2 separate regions of the Monodelphis domestica genome follow, and region 2 is linked to region 1. The links are chromatin contacts, called in public Hi-C maps. All regions are on one chromosome and are shown on one strand. The core of a region is the stretch at or near the end of the contact, and the rest is flanking DNA. Distances in the headings are between cores, read along the strand shown. Region 1 overlaps ABR (ABR activator of RhoGEF and GTPase). Region 2 holds the start of TIMM22 (translocase of inner mitochondrial membrane 22).

Region 1 (4,655 bases), core at 610-3,109:
GGAATCAGGAAGATTCCTCTTCCTAAATTCAAATCCAGCCTCAGACATCTACTTCCTCGCTGTATGATCCTAGGCCAGTCACTGTTTGCTCAGTTTCCTCATCTATAAAATGAACCGAAGAAGAAAATGGCAAACCACTCCAGTACCTCTGCCAAGAAAATCCCCAATAAATGACCAAATGGGATAGGCGTGGCTACGAACAGCCAAAGGATGCATCAGCCAGGTCTGAAGACATCAGCCTCGTTCTGCATCTCATCCCCCGTCTCTCTGTCAATAGGAGCCAGATTAATTCCTAGCTCCTTTCTCAGTCTCCTCAAGAATGGAGATAAGCCTCTCACCCACTCTGTGCATCCCCCTTGCCGCCAATTCCTGCCTCCCTCAGTGGTCAGTTGCATAATGTCTATTTTAGACGCCTCTATCACTGATTAGATAGCCAGGTGGCTCAGTGGAGAGTTCAAATCTGGCTCAGTGATCCAAGGGGAGTCATTGAACCTCTGCATGCATTTGTTCATTCATTCACGAAGGCACTCATGCATTCATTCCACAATGCAATAAGGCACCCATACAAGGTATTCTGTCAGGGGTGGAGGAAACAGAGGCAAAACCCAAAGCTGTCCTTTCTACTGGGGGAGATACACCGCACGATGCCAGACAGAAGCAATCCAGGCAGAGACCCAGGAATATCAGAGGGGGCAGAGAACAATTTTGACCAGGGAGGATCAGGTTAGGCTGGTGGCATCTTGGCTGAGCCATGAAGAAAGAGACGGATGCTGCAAGGCAGAAATGAGGAGAAGGTGCATTTCAGGGAAAAGGAAGGTCTGTTGGATGCATTATTGGGGGGGGGGGGGCTTAGAGGAACAACTAATTAATTAAATTAGTCTAATTAATAAAGTCCACATGGAAAGGGCCATAAGAGGAAATAGTATTCTAGAAGTTTGGAGCCAAACTGTGGGCTGTAAGTGCTACGCTAAAGGACTCCCATTTTATATTAGAGGCATAGGGAGCCATTAATGGCTTATGAGTAAGGGGGTGACCTGGTCTGACCTGTGCTACAGAATTACTTTTGGCAGCAGTGGGAAGGCTAGATTGGAAACAGCAGAGAATGAGTGGATCCTGCACATGCAATCATCAGAGGCCACCTAACATGTCCCTGGGACAAATGCCCAGGAGCAGCCCGATAGGATGATAGCCCCATCTTGGCTAGAGAGCTGGAAGGGGGGGGGAGGGTCTTAAGAATCCAATTCTCTCCTTTTACAGAAGAAGAAACTGAGGCACAGGCTGGAAAGTAAGGTAGGATTCTAGAAAAATAGATCAGGATCTGAAAGGTCATCTAATCTAACCCCTTGTCTTTACAGATGAAGAAACTGAGGCCTGGGAGATACCCAAAGACATACATCTAGTCATGGAGACAGGATTTGAACCTGGGTCTTCCGGACTCCAAGGCTAGCAATCTATCTACTTAATCATGTTGTCCAGTCACCTAGGTAGCAAAGGACAGGGGCAAGATTCGAACATCGGTCCTTCGTCTGCCTCAGGGCCAGTGTTCTTTCTTTCAGGCTCTCTCTGGGTTCCGTAGGCTCCCCCTGGGAGGCCACCCAGAGCGGTAAGGCCAGTAGGAGCAGGAGGCCCTTCTTGCCTTGCCCACCAGGGTAGAAAACATGGGAGATGCTGAAGGATTCTGGCGTTACGGCGGTGCAGACCCTTCTCTCATCTCGGGCGAAGAGACGCTCGAATGAGGTCCAGGGCCTGAGCCAATCCTCTTCCAAACCGAAGAGGTGGGCGATGTGGGAACGGTGCATTCTACAGACTCTCCAGGGTTTCTACTGTGTGCCTTTGTGCCTGGCCGAGGGAGGCAAACAACGGCACTCCGAGGGACTGCAGGGTGAGCTAAAACGCACGAGGCATTTCCACGCTCCCAGATCCCACCTAGGACCATTTTAGGAATTTTACCAACAGCATTCTGCGGCAAAGAGCCGTAACCCAGGCTTTTGGGGTGGCTGGGAGGGGCTTGAGGACTTCAAAAGAAACCCAGAGGGATTCAAACTGCCCACTTGAAGGCGCAGGGTCAGCTGGCAATCCGGAGCCGTCGATTTCTTTTAATATCAACTCCCAGGCAGTTAACATTTTTGAAAGTTTAAATATAAAAACATTTTCCCTACTAGTCTGTGCTCTGCTCTCTGCCAAACACAACAGAGATCCCCTCTCCCCCTTCCCCCCATCTGCATCTGCTGCAGACACATAATGATTTATGGCTTATTTCCCCAGGGGGCCTGGGAGGCTGGGGAGTGGGAGGGACAGAAGAGACAGGGGTGGAAACTCAGGTGGCCCCTGGCCACCTCCCTGCGATCGAGTTTCTAGAACAATATTCAGAAAATGGGGATTGGGGGGCCACGAGGGGGGACTCCAAATTTCCTATGTTAATTGGTGCCACTGATGCCATTCCAGAACACCCTCCTTGTGTCTCTCAATCTTCTAGCACATCAGCCACCCCCCAAAATTAAAAAAAAAAAACCCAGCAGAGAGAATGGATGACAGTCACCCACCTCTTTACTATGGAGACATGTAGTGATCTACCAGGCCCCATGCTGGAGTCAGGAAATCTCCTGGGGCCACACAACTATGCAATAAATGAGGAGGGGGAAGACAGATGGGGACACTGTGGGCGCCATCGGAAAATTCAGACCCTCCCACCAGCCTAGTCTGGACACCCCAGGAGCTGTCTGGGACTGGAGATGGGATCGCCACCAAAGTCCCATTACCCACACAAAGGAACAGGTTCCAAGAACTGATTCAGAGCACTCTGTCTCTCTGAACCCTCTCTTTTCCCTTCCTCCTGTCTTTCTCTTAATCTTTTCCCCTTCCTTTCTTTCTGTCTGTCTGTCTGTTTCTCTCTGTCTCTGCCTCTCCCTCTCAATCTTTCTCCCTTCCTCTCTTTCTGTCTCTCTCTCCCCCTCTCTGTCTGTCTCTGTCTCTCTCTCCCCTCTCTTAATCTTTCCCCTTCCTCTCTTTCTGTCTGTCTGTCTGTCTGTCTGTCTCTGTCTCTCTTTTAATCTTTCTCCCTTCCTCTCTTTCTGTCTCTCTCTCTCCCTCTCTGTCTGTCTGTCTCTGTCTCTCTCTTTCCCTCCCCCCTCTCTTAATCTTTCCCCTTCCTCTCTTTCTGTCTGTCTGTCTGTCTGTCTCTCTGTCTCCCTCTCTCTGTCTCTCTTTTAATCTTTCCCCCTTCCTCTCTTTCTGTCTCTCTCTTTTAATCTTTCTCCCTTCCTCTCTTTCTGTCTCTCTCTCTCCCTCTCTGTCTGTCTGTCTCTGTCTCTCTCTCTTTCCCTCCCCTCTCTCTTAATCTTTCCCCTTCCTCTCTTTCTGTCTGTCTGTCTGTCTGTCTGTCTGTCTCTCTCTGTCTCCCTCTCTCTGTCTCTCTTTTAATCTTTCCCCCTTCCTCTCTTTCTGTCTCTCTCTGTCTGTCTCTCTCTTTTAATATTTCCCCCTTCCTCTCTTTCTGTCTCTCTCTGTCTCATCTTTCCCCTTTCCTCTCTTTATGTCTCTCTTAATCTCTCTTCCCCTCTCCCCCCTCCCTCCTTCTCTCTCTCCCCTCAGGCCTGCTCCTTCCATAATGAAGTACCAGCTTGCGGTTGTCTTGGCAGCACTGGTTTCCCTGGTGACAGTGCCAAGGAACAAGGAGAAGGCCCGGTGGTACACTCAGGGCGATGTGGTGAGTGGCAGCAGGAGGGAGAAATCAGGCAGACAGGCAGGCACTCTGTGCATGGCATCCTCCTCATTCTAACCAAACCCATGTTGATGGCTTTAAGGGGAGGAAGGAAGAAACCTGACTTGGTCCATCACCTGGTGTCCCAGGCAAAAGACTAATAAAAAGGCAATACAGCAAAGAGCCAGGCCTCTCGGCTTCCAGTCCAGGAGACGTTGTCTCAGGGGACAAAGGTACCATTCAGTCGTTCTGCAAACCCCCAAGAGGAGAGCGCTCTCGTCCCTGACAAAGGGAGACATTGTTGTGGCTATTTACAGTGGCCAGTTGGCAAAACAGACCAGACATGGTGTTAATGAGGTCTCAAGTTCAATTCCAATAGATGCTTGGGAGCTTCGTGCACTTCCCCAGTCAGGGAGGCAACCCCTGAGGCACAGCATTCAATTTCTAGGTAAGTCAACATCCTGGGAGAACCAGGGAGGGAGTACAGATGGTTCAGCGTGATCCATCACCACTGCAGAAGAAACATCTCACGGAGAAGGCAGAAATTTCCTTCCAATAGCTAATCAATAGCAAAGAAGGGCATGCTGCCAAGACCAGACTAAGAGAAGAAAAGGTTCTACAGCCCCAGGAGACATGAGTCAGTAAACACAAGAGTAAATGAATGAGGGGGCAGCAAGACGGCTTTTCGAGCCAGGCCAAGAGACAGAAGATTCTGGCTTCAAACCTGGCCTCAGACTCTGGGCAAGTCACCGAACCTCCCATTGCCTAGTTGTTACCATTCTTCTGCCTTGGAACCAACACACAGTATTGATTCCAAGACAGAAGGTAAGGGGTTAAAAAAACAAAAAGAGTAAATGAACGAGGCCAGACCCCTCTTGCAAAGGCTGCAATCTACCCAGCAATGCCTAACAGTGTCTCCATCCTCTTTACCTCATCCAGATGAAACCTAGAGATT
Region 2 (4,655 bases), core at 1,523-4,022, 74 kb before region 1:
TTCCTTTGTTCAATGTTATTGACCTTACCTTATGGTTTTTAAGCTGTGGGTAAGACCTCCCTTGCTCTCTCTTTTTCACGTTTGTGGCTGTGAAAGGGGGTTTTCTTTACTGAGGTTTTTCTTCCCTTGCTTCAAGTTTTATTAATAAATCTTATTAAATATAATACTTGGAGCATTAGATATTAATTTTTAAAATCTATAGATGTGAAACTCAAAGTCCAGGCAAGCAGGTCTCCTGGTCTTTCTCCTTTCACCCAAAAGTTTTTCACAGTAGCAGGTATGAACCAATCTTCTTCCTGATGTTTTTCCACAGTGAGGAAAGGACAAATCGTGAAATATTTCAAGGGTTTCTCTTTCTTTCCTGTCTCAAGCAGGGCCATAGTCAGAGAGTGCAGAGCTGCTTACTCCCCACAGCAGTCAGGGTCCAACTGACTCAGAACTCTCTCTTTCAATTCCAAACCATGCCCAGAATTCTTTCTGCCTCAGTCATTCTGCAGCCTCTAAGACAACTTTACAAAATTCCTGAACTTATCAAAACCTTATCAATATCTTCCCAATTTCATCACTATACTATACACACATGTGCATACATGTACACATATACATATACTCACACATGCATATATGAAAATGTGCGTATATATGAAACAAAAGACCTGTGTGTATGCATATACACAGTATTGATTCTAAGCTGGAAGGTAAGGGTTTAAAAAAAAGAAAAAGCTAAAGTGGCGAGAGAGCTGGTGTTCAAAGATGACTGAGTACTCAATACAGCCTCTGAGGCTGAAATGCAACAAGCATGGATTGATTCTCTGCTCTTAGTGCTCATTTTGGCCCAACAACCCCACGAAAACAGAAGTTTTCCACCAGCACCCCGCCATCCATATGTGGAACCATTGGGTACAGCAAAAGGAGAAATATTGAATGCTGGGGATCAGTGCACTTACCTTGGCAGTACACTATCCAGGGATGTCCTCATAGATAACGATGTCAAAGCTTGCACTGCCCAAGCTAGTGAATTCAGTGTTTGAGAGGCTCCAAAGGAAACTGGGAGAGAAGAGGTATTAGGCTGCCTACCAAACAGAAGCTCTACAGAGCCGGTGTGACACTTGGACAGTCTACCAGTGCCATGCCAGAAAATGGAATCACTTCCATCTGAATTTTCCCAGGAAGATTCTGAAGATTATCTGGCAAGAGAAGAGACGGGACCCTGAGGTTCTTTTTTGAGCTGCATTCAACTCTCTGATGGGATGGCCATGTGGTCCAAAAGCAAATGTATGTTTGCCTAAAAGACAGTTTTATGGAGAACTCACACAAGGCAAGTGCTCATAGAGAGGATATTCTCCAGGTCTCTCTAAAGAATTTCAGTAGCTATTTTTTTTTAAACCCTTACCTTCTGTCTTAGTATCAATTTGAAGAGAGAAGAATGGCAAGGGTTAAACAATCAGGGTTAAGTGACTTGCCCAGGTTCACACAGCTCAGAAGTGTCTGAGGCCAAATTTGAACCCAGGATTTCTCTACTTTGGACCTGGTGTTCTATTTACTAGGCTACCCAGCTGCCCCTTTGGAATCTATTGGGAGACTTGGGAGACATTGGTAAAAGACTGCTGAGCATGGCATGCCTGCATCAAAGAAGGTGCTCTGAAATTCTGGAGTTAAAAAAAAGTGAGATGCAAAACTTAAAGACATCTCCATGCCCAATGGTCATGGGGCAATTTGTGCCAGACCTGTGGAGGACCCGAACTTGTACTGGTCTAATCAACCACAGCTGGAGACACTCTAAGTTGACTGCCATTTTGGTTCTCTTCCAGTTTGCAGGGCAGTAACTAATACATATGTGAGTGGGTATTATATCTCTAATTAATGCTATAGATGTATTTGTATATGTATATGTCTGCCCTGTAAAAAGTTGGTCCTTTCCCTGTGCAGTGCCGCCCAGGAATGGGGGGGGGGGGCAGTTTTGAGACTTCTGGGCTCCCCAACTGGTTTGGCTCCTGGGAGCTTCCAGAGGCACTAAAAGGGTAAGAGACCTGTCCTCATCATACCTAATGGGTCACAGGCAGGATCTGACCCTCCTAAACCTGTTTCATCATCTGTAAAATGGGCAGGTTAAGAATAGCCAACCTCTCAGGTTGGACCTACAGCTGCTCCACCAGGTCAGCTCTCTATCCCTCACACCACATGACCTTGCCTTGAAGTTACCAGCTGCAAAATGGGTGCAAATATGCGCAGAGCTGCCCTGGAGGGGTGGTTTCCAAGGGTCTGGTGAGATCTCCGGGTGGAACACACTTGGCTAACTGTAAAGCCTTGTATATCACAGCTCTCCTCCTACTCTCTCCCTCCTCTTCTTCTTCCTCCCCACCACCAGCCTGCTCCGGGGTCTCTGGGGGAAGACTCCCGTCTTTAAGCTTTTGTCCTCAAAGTCACTGAAGACGTTTGTTCTGCGGGCAGCCTGGAGTCACATGGGAAAGATCTCCGAAGTGCGAGGCAGGAAGGAGGAGCTACAAGCTTGAGCCCCTGCCCTGCTCCAGGGTCGGCTGCTTCTCTTTGACCCTCCGCGCGAGCCTTGCAAGGCGCTCTAACAGCCTCTAGATGGCGAGAGAGGACTCGGTATAGCACTGTGCAGCGCGAGCCTCTCTGGGAAGTGTAGTCCCCAGCTGCCAGGGCCTGTCGCCCAGACTTGGACTATAGGTCCCGTCACGCCCCGCGCGGCAGCATGTAAATAAAGACTGTGGTTCAAACTCCCAACATCTCCAAATGCTAATACCGTTCGGCAATGTCTTGAGTTCAACGAAAGTGTATCTTAAAAATATTCCAAGTATTTAATGGTTCTTTAGCGTCTCTGTAAGTGAGTGGACTTCATTCGCATCTATCGCAGGCCCAGCTGAAGAAGACTTAGCGCGGCGTGTCGAATCTGCAGCTGCGGAACGCTCAAAGGGAGTACTGGTGTAGAATCTACTAATGTAGAATCTGCCGCCACGGGGAGGCAGGCAGGTTTGGTAGGTCGGCAAGTGTGTCTGGAGAAGCCGGGGCTGCGGCGGCCATGGCGGCAGCTAGCCCGGCACCCAGCCCCCGCGGCTCGGCGGCCGAAGCGGCCGCCGAAGCTCCGTTGCAGTACAGCTTGCTCCTGCAGCACCTGGTGGGGGACAAGCGGCAGCCGAGGCTCCTGGAGCCTGGCGCCCTGGGCGGGATCCCGAGCCCGGTCAAGAGCGAGGAGCAAAAGATGATCGAGAAGGCCATGGAGAGCTGCGCCTTCAAGGCTGCCCTGGCCTGCGTTGGGGGTGAGCGGGATTGGGGAGTGCGGTGGGGTGGCCTCAGGGGCTTCTTTTGAAAAAAAGGTGTCGTGATCTCCAGGCCTAAACCCCGGGCGCCTTCCGGGCCCCTAGTAGTTTGGGTTTAGTTCTTTCAGTCGTTCCAGATCCTTGGGGACCCATTTGGTGTTTCCTGGCCAAGATACTGGAGTAGAGGCAGCTAGGTGGCTCAATGGATTGAGAACCAGGCCTGGAGGACCTGGGTTCAAATGTGACCTCTGCCACTTCCTAGCTGTGTAACCCTAGGCAGGTCATTTTATCCTGTTTGCCTATCTTTTCACTGTTTCGCCTTGGAACTGTTAACTTGAAAATAACACAGAACTACTAAAGTAGTCCGAAAAACCAAGCCTTTAATCAGGAAAGAGATAGTGTTCAATATTTGGCTGCTACACAAGTCAAGCGCCCCAAACCACGCAGAGCCAAAGACTCTGGCACTCTGGCAACAGTATCTCTGAGCGAATCACCGTGCTAGATAGATGGTACTCCAAAGAGCTATAGAATGTGGGGAGTTTATATACCATTTGGGGAAATCAGGACTGAGAAGTCTGATGGATTGGTATTACCATGGCTACAAGGAAATGAGAACTCCAAGACAGGATTATCAGGGAGAGGCTGATGCTTTACAATGGATACAAAAGGGAAAGTCCAACCCAGGGCTGGATGACCTGAGAGAGGTCTTTTATACTAGGGAGAATCTACCAGGACAAAAGGGTATTTAGCCTTTGATTTAGGTCTTCTAGTTTCACCCAACTAGGACCATTAAGTACCCTAAGATCTGAAGTGGCTCTGTCTGAAACTTCCTGGGTGAATTCTCAAGGGAACTGGGGCAAACTTGGGGTCTCCAAAGTTGACAGAACCTATAGTTAGTATTGATTCTAAGGTGGAAGGTAAGGAATTTAAAAAAAATACTGCAGTGGTTTGCCATTTCCTTCTCCAGTTTGGTTTACAGATGAGAAAACTGAAGCAAACAGGGTTAAGTGACTTGCCCAGGTCACCCTGCTAGAAAATGTGTCTGGATTTCAATTCAGGTCTTCCTGTCACTATCCACTGGCCCTCCCAGCTGGTAGTTAGTACATGCTTAATAAATGCTTTCTACCTGGATGATGTATCTTTGGCACATCACCCCCTGATGGGATTCATTTCCCTCATTTATTAAATAAGGAGTTTTGGATCCATCTTTTAATCAATCCACATTTATTCAGAGCCAACTGGATAGACCCTTTCTATAAACCGTATTGGCGTCAAGAAAAAAAAAGGCCCTGCTCTCAAAGAGCTTTTGTGGGTGATGTGATATAGAACATGTATACCTACAAACAAATACATAATACAAAGTAATAATACAAA

What was found. Hi-C and Micro-C count contacts between places; a contact is called where the count stands out from the background.
Region 2: a Hi-C map of limb shows a contact between it and region 1, with 2.8 times the contacts expected there. The contact joins the promoter of TIMM22 here to the enhancer-like site in region 1. A contact is called at or near these places in 2 of 2 Hi-C or Micro-C datasets (limb and spleen and liver).

Annotation. Positions count from the first base shown.
Region 1 is chr2:509,552,190-509,556,844 of mMonDom1.pri, reverse strand. The region is part of intron 16 of ABR (ABR activator of RhoGEF and GTPase); the gene reads right to left. Among named protein-coding and RNA genes, the nearest start is that of TIMM22, 75 kb to the left of the region's middle. Within about 2 kb of position 1,859, at least 1 of the 2 cell types and tissues checked has open chromatin away from gene starts, as enhancers often do. A contact at or near this core is called in limb, where this site is marked.
Region 2 is chr2:509,627,437-509,632,091 of mMonDom1.pri, reverse strand. It overlaps TIMM22 (translocase of inner mitochondrial membrane 22), which reads left to right and starts at 2,772. Exons shown (of 4, transcript XM_001364461.4): 1 at 2,772-3,281. The coding sequence starts at 3,044.